Regions from separate parts of the Sus scrofa genome. Here region 2 is linked to region 1. The links are chromatin contacts, called in public targeted proximity ligation maps. All regions are on one chromosome and are shown on one strand. The core of a region is the stretch at or near the end of the contact, and the rest is flanking DNA. Distances in the headings are between cores, read along the strand shown.

Region 1 (5,172 bases), core at 2,591-5,090:
ATACAAAAGAAAAAGAGTCTGCAGCATTATCCAAGCCTAGTGTCCTATTTCTGAACTCCTACCTGGGCAATAGAGAGGGTGTGGAAATCCCAATTTAACCAAAGAAGTGAACTCAGAGCCCCTCTTCAGCCCACATTACCTTCTCAGCAGCCCCCAGAAGACTCCCAGTCATTTCTGGCTAGCCAGCTGAGAAGACAGAACTAGGTGCCCATTCCATCCCTGCCTATGACATATAGAAGTCCAGTGGGTGAGGAAGGGGAGGAGAAGGGGGCCCAGGTTACCCCGCAAGCTTGCTGGTGACGAGCGAGGACTTTCTCTGGGGCAGATCCTGTGGGGTGGGGATGTGGTCACCAGTCACCAGGTTCTTGTCTGGTCCTGCACTTGGCAGCTGCTTATTCTTCATCTTGGCTTTGGCCATGTTGTAGTCTCCTGAGTCAAAGTACTTTTGCTAAGAGACAAGAGGGAGGTTTAGGTGAGTGAGGCACGCTGGTCTTCCTCAAAAGCAAGGAGACTCGTATCCATTATAAACCTTCATCTACACTCAGATCTTTCAAATCTTTTTTTTTTTTTGATTTTTTGGCTGCACCTGTGGCATGTGGAAGTCCCCTGGGTCAGAGATCAAACCTGCAGTAACGAGAGCCACAGCGGTGACAACGCCAGATCCTTAACCCACTGAGTCATGAGGGGACTCCTTTCAAGTCTTTATTTACCTCATACATACATAGCTTAGCATTAATTACAAACACCTGTCTTCTCCCCATCGTGTTCTTTCTCAGGTATATAAGCAATTTCCCAGCTAGAGTACATATTTTTGGAGTTAAGAGACAGCTCCTACATCCTTTGTAGCCCCACGAGTACAGGAAGGTTCAACCAAATTACTGACTATTCATAAAGGCTTACTGAGGACCTATTAGCCTCTAGTGGGCTTGGTGTTGTGGGAGCAGAAATGAGTAACATACATAGAAGGGTCGATCTGGGGCTATCAGCAGATCAGTCTCAAACTAAACCTCAAAATTAAAAATTATTCTCTCAGACTATGAATAGAAACTGGGCTTGTTCATGAGGATAATGTACTTTCCTCTGACTCCTACCACTCCCACACATGTTCCATGGCTGTGACAGCCTGCCCACGCCTGCCTTGCCGACAGCAAGGTAAGCAGCAAATCAGCATCACATTATCATCTGTGACTAAGACACAATAACTGGGATTCTCCACAGGGATCTGTTTCCCTCTCCATTTCATCCTCACGGAGAAACACCCTCCAGGTTAATGACTTACGATCCCTTAGTCAGCTTTAGGTACGTCTGGGGACTGAGAAACCTGATCAGGAGCTAGATGGCTATGAGGGTAAGATTCTCCCTTGGTGAGAAGGACCACACTGGACAGGAAAAATAAATCTCTTCAAATGTCTGAAGAAATCTGCTATTCATATCAAGTTGAGGAAATCTGCAGGACAGATGGTCTGATCTTTTTCTGAAATGGTGCATCCTAAAATTTAGCTCAAATCCTAAATGTGTAGTCCTAAAACTCCCACCATCTAAACAGGCAAATGTCTGGAAACTGTCAGCATTCCAGACTCTAACATCCTTTCCTCACTCCCCCAACCTTGTGCCCAAATGCCCCTACATTAAGCCCTAATTTCCTACAGGGGAGATCAGAAGATAGCTGATAACTTATCAGGTATTTACAGTATCTGCCTTGTTTTTCCAAGTTTCTAATTCTTCTCTACTACTTCCCCCAAACAAAACCTCCAAATCAGTATTCACTACAACGTCCATAGGTCTCATCCCTAAGGCTTTCTGTGGCTCCAAAGAGGGTAAGATATTATGCCCCATACCCCTTTCTGGAGCCTCTTCATGAGGAAGTCGGAGCCTCCAGGCTTTTGTCCTAGGCTTGGATATTTGGCCTTTAGCTTTGCCTCCTCGGCTCTCTCAGGGAGAATACCTTCTTTCTCCTGCGTGTCCTGGAGGAAACAAATGGGCCAATAAAATTAAACACTGAGAAGCAACTGCTTCTAATACTGATAACTTTTATACTCTTACCTTTTCCTGGAGATCTACCCACTTGTAAATATGCTATCTCCACTCTATTTTTAAATGAAGCTAACCTTTGTTCAAATCCCTAAAGCCCAAGATGACTGTATTGTGAGAAGAGAAAGATATGCTCCTTCTCACACTACACCCAAGGAACCACACCAGTGACCTGTGAGTACTGGGTTAAAGGTAATATATAAGCACGATACTTGAATCAAGGAGCGAGTCATAGCTCATTCAACATGAAGCTAGGAAAGACAGAGAGAAAGCTAGCAGGGCTTCTGGTGATACAAGATGAACAGGAAAGTTCCTTGGCTGTCCCTAACACGTAATACAGGTCAAATGGGATATCAAAGTGGATAACTCTCCTGAGATGTTCCCTTCTAAGCTGGTTATCTGAAAAGTCTCTCTTTGGAGGAGCATAACTCTGTGGCCTTCTCCAGAAATCTTCACCTTAGTAACAAGACAGCATTGCTTCAGCAATTCCATAAACATTGTCATAGGAAGGTGACAAGTAAACGGATTAAAATGACAGTTTTTAACTTCAGGAAAATCATGATACAGTAGGTCCACTAGCATTTACCCACCAGCTTTGCTAAAAAATCAACATCTTTCCTAGTGGGGCAAGTGATGGAAGTTTGGGTAACATGCCAAGAGCCCAATTAGCTTGCAGGGGCTCTTACTGCGTTGTTACTCTTCTTACTTTTCGTGGGCCCTGCTGCCCTTTTCTTTAGTGACTTTTCAAAAAAGATTTGAAGCCAATCTGTGGCTCTTTTTAAAATGGATTTACTTTCACTTCTCTTGGAAAACTGGCAGATACAACACCAGGTATATATCATGAATCCCCGAGTCCAATACTAAATGTTATGTCAAATACAAATCTCCAAAGAGGTTGACGTGTTTTCATCGCATAACTGCGGGTGAACTAAGTCCCCCTGAGTTGGAAGTCTGGGGAGAATATTGTGGCGTCTTTCTTTGTCATTACTGTCTCGGTGTCTTTTCTAGGATTAACCTCCGTGATTCTGTTCAGAGCCCTAGTCCTCTTCAATCTTATTCGGTCTTCTTTGAAGGTGGGCAACAGGCCATCCCCAGTGGTCAAAATAGGTCTCTCGAGAAAGTTGCTGTCTTAAACTAGCCATGATAATAATTCCGCTTCTCCCTTCTCCCAATGTGGTCCTTTTTAAACTTCTTTCCCTCGACCTGTATCTTCTGAGGATTTAGAATGCGGGCCCCTGCCTAGATGTTGGGTCATTTTACCCCTACTAACCAGTAACACACAGAATCCTGGGACCACCAGCCCCCTTTCATTCACCGAGTCTTTCCAAACACCCGCCCCGCGCCCAGGCTCGGCCAATTATAGTACAGCTCCAAAGGGCTGAGCCGAAGACCCATTGGCCAATCAGAAAGGTTACAACACTGAATGACAAGCCACCCAACTAACCAGCGCCAAAGCAGCAGGCCTTGTTGAGGCTCACCCTGCACGACGCAAGAAGCGGCCAACCCCTGCAGAGCCGGAGACCATGGCGACCAATCCGCACCGGTGGGAGATCGTCTCCCGCCCCATCACGGTCGCCCAGCTTGCCCGCCCGCACCCCCTCCATTTCACCTGCTTCTCCTCGCCGGTCTCCTCCGAAGGGTTCTCTTCTTGTTTCTGGGACATGGCGGGGCCGGGACTGTGGAGTGTAGGGGACCCGGGAAGTCAACTGGAGAAGGGAAGGGGGAGGGGACACGGGACAACCTGCGCGGCTTGTTCGGCTCCTGTCACTAGGGTTGCTCAGTCAAAATGGCGGCTCTTGCCTGTGACGTTATGACCGCCCCTTCATGTGCGAGCCAATGGGAGCAGGATAGATGGGGCAATGACGTAACGATCTACCAATAGTTGCTAGCTAAATGTGGGGTCTGTGGAAGCGACGGGCAAGCTGGAAGGCCAATCTGCCAAGGGAATGAACCACAGGGACCAATTGGAAACCCGTGGGGGCTGTTAGGGGGCGGTACGGCTAGGTTTTTTTTTTTTTTTTTTTTTTTTTTTTGCTGCTCTGGTGGGGTCAGGCTTCCTCCGCTCCACCGCCCCGCGCGCAGTAGGCTTTGCTGGGCTTCAAAATGCAGGGCGAGAGGATGTAAGCCTTTTATTGTCAGTTAAAGAGGATTAAACTTTGCTCAGTGTTAGCAGAAAATGATCAATCTCCAGAAATTAATTTAGAGGTCAGAGTGGACTTTAAAGTGGTACTCCACACTACTCCAGTGTGTCACTTGCCATGTGGAGAGACTGAGTCGCCTTGCAGAACACAGATGGCTTACATTCCGTGGTTTTACTTTTATGTACAGTTTTTTTTACTTGTTCAGGGTCGTCCCATGAAGAATAAGCTTCTTTTGAAACAACAAATGTCTAGGTACATGGTAAACATTTAGTAAATACAGTTAACACTTGCTAACCTATCCTGGGTCAGAGTTCAACCGTATTTTTTTAGCATCTGTAGATGGCACTGTATTGTTTTTACAGGGGATACATATGTAGTAAGGCAGTGTCTGCTCTAGAAAGCTTAGTTTAGTGGGCATGTGGGGAGGGTTAGGTTTTTCACAGAGTGCCAGGTGTACCCTAAATCCTTGAGGTTAAATAGACATATCTTCCTAGAGTGTTGGTCAAAAAGCATATTTAAGTATTAAAACAGTCTAATAATAACACTGAAAAATTCACATTAAAATTTAATTTTGGGGTTCCTGTTGTGGCTCAGTGGTAACAAACCTGACCAGGATCCATGAGGATGCGGGTTCGATCCCTAGCCTCACTCAGTGGGTTAAAGATCCGGGGTTGCTGTGATCTGTGGTGTAGGTCGCAGATATAGCTCAGACCCCACATTGCTGTGGCTGTGGCATAGGCTGGCAGCTAAAGCTCGGATCCAACCCCTAGCATAGGAAGTTCCGTGGGCAGTGGGTGTGGCCCTAAAAAAAAATTAATATTCCAGGCAGCCTATTGTGACAGCCCTGGGGCTTTCCGTTCATTTTTTCTGTATAATTAGATATACTTCTAATGGAAAAGTTTGAGAAGCATAGAAAACACAGCTTTTATCATATGAGGCAAAGTCTGGTCAGCATTAAAATAAAACTGTTAATAAAAGTGGTATAGGGGTTCAAAGGAAG
Region 2 (5,043 bases), core at 1,411-3,910, 87 kb before region 1:
CTGAGGAGGAGGTGAGTATGAGGGCAGGGGGTCATAGCCTCCAAAAGAATGCAGAGGAGGGGAGTGAGAGGGCTGGGACTGCAGGCTACCCCTTCTTTTAGTTCCTCAAACCAGTCCACAGAAAGAAAGAAGACTAGTGGAAAGATCTTCTTTCTTGGTTTCAGAAGTCTTCATTCCTGACCTGACCTACTCCCCCGCCTCTAAGTTCCCAATATCCCTCCTCTGAGCCTCTAGCTTCTGGCATTTCCAGATGTTCCCATCTGTCCATCACAAGGAATCTAGTTCTGGAAGGCAGCCTTGCACGCTGTCTGGGCCCCAAGAAGGGATCCAAGGAGAGAGCATTAGAAGCTGAGAGAAGGAGTTCCCATTGTGGTGCAACAGAAACGAATCCGACTTGTATCCATGAGGTTGCGGGTTCAATCCCTGGCTTTGCCTCAGTAGGTTACGGATCCAGCCTTACCATGAGCTGTGGTGTAGGTCGCAGATGCGACTCGGATCGTGTGTGGCTGTGGCTGTGGCTGTGGTGTAGGCTGGCAGCTGTAGCTCTGATTCGACCTCTGGCCTGGGAACCTCCATATGCTGCTGGTGTGGCCCAAAAAAGCAAAAAAAAAAAAAAAAAAAAAAAGGAAGCTGAGGAAGGGGGACTTTGGGCACCCAAGTAACCATGCCTGCCCTCTGACAATGCTCCCCTCTATCATCTCTGCTTTACTCCTTCACCAGAAAGCAGCCTTTATCGACAACCTGTGTGGCCCCCGAAGAAAGTTCTGGCGAGACTCTGCCCATTGCTGTAAACTGAGTCCTGGGGATGAACAGGTCAACTGCTTCAACGTTAATTATCTGAGGAATGTGGCTGTAGTGGCTGGAGACACTAGGGATGCCAAGGGCCAGGGGGAGCAGGGCCCAACTCAGGGAACAAATATCAGCCCCACCCTTGAGCCCAAGGAAGAGTGAGTCACCCCAGAGCCTTGGAGGATCAGATTGGGGGAACCCCACCCCACCCCACCCTCCTGGAATATTCATTACAGTAAACACCTCTTGGATTTGGCCTCATTATTGTCTGTAACATCACACACAAACACACCCTCCTAAGCCTGCCCAAATTTTCTTTAGTGACTGGCCCCTGAGGCCCACTGCCCCACCCCCACTAACTGAGCAGAAGTTGTTCCACAGGCTATTGGGACCATAACTAAACAGCTTAACTTTAGTATTTGTCGTCTTGAATTTATTCACATATTTAAAAGGAATGTCACTTTGTTATCTGGCTATCAGAATTCAGATGTGAAAAGGATATGATTCATGTCTTTGGTGAGACCCCAAAATGCCACAGCCCTGCCTGACATTTTAAAATCTTCACTTTTGATCCTGGTGTCTATGTGTTTATTCATTGAGTATATACATTGGTTTAACTCCTATCCATGCACACTGTGCTAGACTGCAGGGGGAAAAACATTCAAGAAACACACAGTTCTGGAGTTCCCGTCTTGGCTCAGTGGTTAATGAATCCGACTAGGAACCATGAGGTTGCGGGTTTGATCCTTGGCCTCACTCAGTGGGTTAAGGATCCGGCTTTGCTGTGAGCTATGGTGTAGGTTGCCGACTCGGCTTGGATCCTACGTTGTGTGGCTCTGGCGTAGGCTGGCGTCTACAGCTCCGATTAGACCCCTAGCCTGGGAACCTCCATATGCCGTGGGAGCGGCCCCAGAAAAGGCAAAAAGACAAAAAAAAAAAAAAAAGAGAGAGAAAAGAAACACACAGTTCCTACCATCAGGTTCATCAGGGCTGTCAGAGTGCCGGAAGGCTCCGGAGCACCTGATAACCAAACCCGGGCTGGGGGCAGAACCAGTGCATCAGGGAAGGCCTCTGCCCTGGGAAGGTTGGAGCTTCTCCAGGAGGAAAGTAGAGGTACAAGGTGAAGTACAGCCCAGGTGAAGGGGCAACTCTTGCAGGAGCACAAAGGCTGAAAGGACCTGACTCTAGGGGTCATTTCTCCCAGATGTGGCCGGAAAGTTCAGCAGGAGCCCATGACCTTGGGCTCATCTGACTCATCCGGCGGTTTCAAGCAGAGGATGTGTTCAGATTTGCGTTTTACAATGTCTAGTAGGCAGACTGCCAGGCAGGAACCTGGGAGGCCAGTTCTCACAGTATCATGCCAGTGCCTGAGGGGAGGGCGCAGTAGCCAGACCAGAGCGACACCACAGGACGGTGGGACCCTTCGGCCCTTCAAGGCTGCCCTTCAGGAAACCGGAGACTCCAGCCTGGAGCTAAAAGACCTTGAATGAAGACGCAGGTCCTGCGGGGACGAGTCTTCTCTGATTCTGCTGTCTGGACAACTTTCCAGAAAGCTGGACTCCTCGGGCCAGGTTACAGAGAAAGAGGGTGAAATCAGGACTGCTGTCCCGCCCCAGCTAAGACCGACACCCGCGGTTCCCTCCCTGGCTGCTCCACCCCCTTTTATTTATTTGCTTATTTACATTTGCCTGCACAGCGGTTTCTAACCAGGCAGAGTTTTAGCAGCCCTTCCGCCTCTCCGTCAGCAAAGGGGACAACGAGCGAGACCGGCGCCGCGCCCCGGCCCCTGCGCTAGCAACTCCTCTGGGCTCTCTCGAAGAGCGTCAGCGGGCCTGCGCAGATCTCTGGCTCCTTTCCAACCGCCGGTCTAGGAGCAGAGGATTGGGAGGTGGGGACTGGGAGATTAGAGGCGGGGGCCGACTCAGTCCCCGCCTCTATCCACTCCGTCTGCCCTCCTTGTCTGAGTCCAAACCAGCTTTCTGGGCGGGATCCCAGCCGCTGGAAGGATCCGCCAGCAGAGGCACCTGTAACGGGCTCTCCAGCAGCTTCCCGGAGACTGTATTTGCAAAGCGCAGGGCCCGCTCTGGAGAGGGAGTCAGACCAGTTGGACCACTGTCCCAGCCCCGAGGAGTTTAGAATGTATCGGGGTGAAGAGGAGGGAAGCCAGGAAAGCAACAGTAAGCAGCTATAATAAAAGAACGTCAAGCGCTAAAGAGGTAAAGGCATCATGAGCGAGAATTTAAAGAAGTAATTCTCTCTAGGAATAGGCGAACTTTCTTGGGTTTTTTTTGGCCACAACCCAGGGCATGTGGGGCCAGGGGTTGAGTATACGGCCAACGCAGTAACCAGAGCCATAGCAGTCACCACGCAGGATACTTAACCCGCTGAGCCGCCAGGGAAATCCTCAGGTGAATTATTAAATGGAGGAGGCTTTTGATGGAGCCCAGAAGCATGGATACGAAAGTTAGATACCAAAAGGTGAAAGTGTTAATATTTAAGGCAATTCAGTTGCATTCAGTTGCATAAACCTAAAACATTAAATTCAATATAGTGTTGTTTGTCAATTATATCTCAAGAAAACTGGAAGAAAAAAAAGTAAAATAAGGAGTTACCGTAGTGGCACAGTGGAAAAGAATCCAACTAGGAATCGCGAGGTTGCTGGTTCCATCCCTGGCCTCGCTTAGTCGGTTAAGGATATGGCGTTGGTGAGCTGTGGTGTAGGTCTCAGACACTGCTCGGATCTGATGTTGCTGTGGCTGTGGTGTAGGCCAGCAGCTGTAGCTCGGATTGGACCCTTAGCCTGGGAACCTCCATATGCTGCAAGTGTGGCCATGAAAAGCGAAAAAAAAAAAAAAAAAAAAGTAAAATAAAATGTACTAGGTTCAGATAAAAGAGTCAGAGACTAACTACTTGGAGGGGCCTGGGAAATGCAAGCTTGAGTAGGATTTTGCTGAAAGAGAGGATGAACAATGCACTGGGTGTATGCAAATTTCAGTTAAAGTAAACAGTATTTGCTTTGTGTTGAGCAGAGTGCTAAGTTCTGGTTATAAAGAATATGTAAACCTGTAAACCAACTATAATGGAAAAAATAAAAATCATTAATAAAAAAAATTTGTCCTTGGAGTTCCTGCCGTGATTCAGTGGTTAACGAACCTGACTAGTATCCATGAGAATTCGGGATCGATCCCCTGGCCCTCGGTTAGTGGGTTAAGGAACAAGCATTGCTGTGGCTGTGGTGTAGGCCGGCAGCTACAGTTCTGATTCCCTAGCCTGGGAACCTCCATATGCTGAGGGTGTGGCCATAAAAAGACAAAAGACAAAAAGAAAGAAAGAACTATCCAGGCCAACAAATAAATAAGACTGTCAAGAGCACAAGCAGAGGGAAAAACAATAAAAACCCTGGAGGATGTGGATTAAAATGTGCAATTTTTCTTCTAACACATGAATTTTTTTTTTCTTTTTACAGCCACACTTGGAGCATATGGAAGTTCCTGGGCAAGGGGTTGAATTGGAGCTGCAGCTGCCGGTCTACACCACAGTCATGGCAATACTGGATCTGAGCCACATCTTCGACCTATGCTGCAGACTGCAGCAACACTAGATCCTAAACCCACTGACTGAGGCCAGAGGTTGAACCTACATCTTCACAGAGACAAGGCCAGGTCCTTAACCTACTGACCCACAGCGGGAACTCTGAAAACTCTTAAAGCTTAAAGCTCAAAGAATCATTACAGAAGAGTTGGAATGGTCATTGTGAGAACTGGGTGTGAGTGTTTAAGTAAGAGTCGCCAAGTAGTGTTAAAGACCCAACTGGGATTAGAAACCATAAATGTGCATTGGCATAAGTCTGCAGAATTACGAGATTTCCTCCAGCAGTGAGTGTTTAGCCATCTGGGTGTGGGAGAGAAGTTGGGTAATTAGACTGATTCAAAGATGAGGGTTTCAAGACAGGCTGCTTTCTGTTCTGTTCTTTGGTACAGTAAATAAAAGTAGACATGGGGAGTTCCCATCATGGCTCAGCAGAAACGTATCTGACTAATATCCATGAGGACATAGGTTCAATCCCTGGCCTTGCTCAGTGGGTTAAGGATCTGGTATTGCTGTGGCTGTGGTGTAGGCCAGACAAGAAAAAAAAAAAAAGTAGATATGGCATTTTATTTCCATTCTCTCAATAAATTAAATCTTTTAAAACTCAAAGTCTTGCCCTTTTATTCCAGACTGGAGACCATCCCTTAGCTGAAGTACTCACCTCAG

The links.
Region 2: a targeted proximity ligation map of skeletal muscle shows a contact between it and region 1. A contact is called at or near these places in 7 of 47 Hi-C or Micro-C datasets (brain, embryonic fibroblasts, heart right ventricle and 2 more) and 2 of 2 datasets of targeted methods (alveolar macrophages and skeletal muscle).

The regions. Positions count from the first base shown.
Region 1 is chr4:98,526,570-98,531,741 of Sscrofa11.1, reverse strand. ENSA (alpha-endosulfine) reads right to left here and starts at 3,840. Exons shown (of 4, transcript XM_021089895.1): 1 at 3,641-3,840; 2 at 1,839-1,964; 3 at 282-448. The coding sequence starts at 3,694.
Region 2 is chr4:98,612,093-98,617,135 of Sscrofa11.1, reverse strand. ECM1 (extracellular matrix protein 1) reads left to right here. Exons shown (of 23, transcript XM_021089909.1): 22 at 1-11; 23 at 721-1,360. The coding sequence ends at 951. Among named protein-coding and RNA genes, the nearest start is that of ECM1, 18 kb to the left of the region's middle.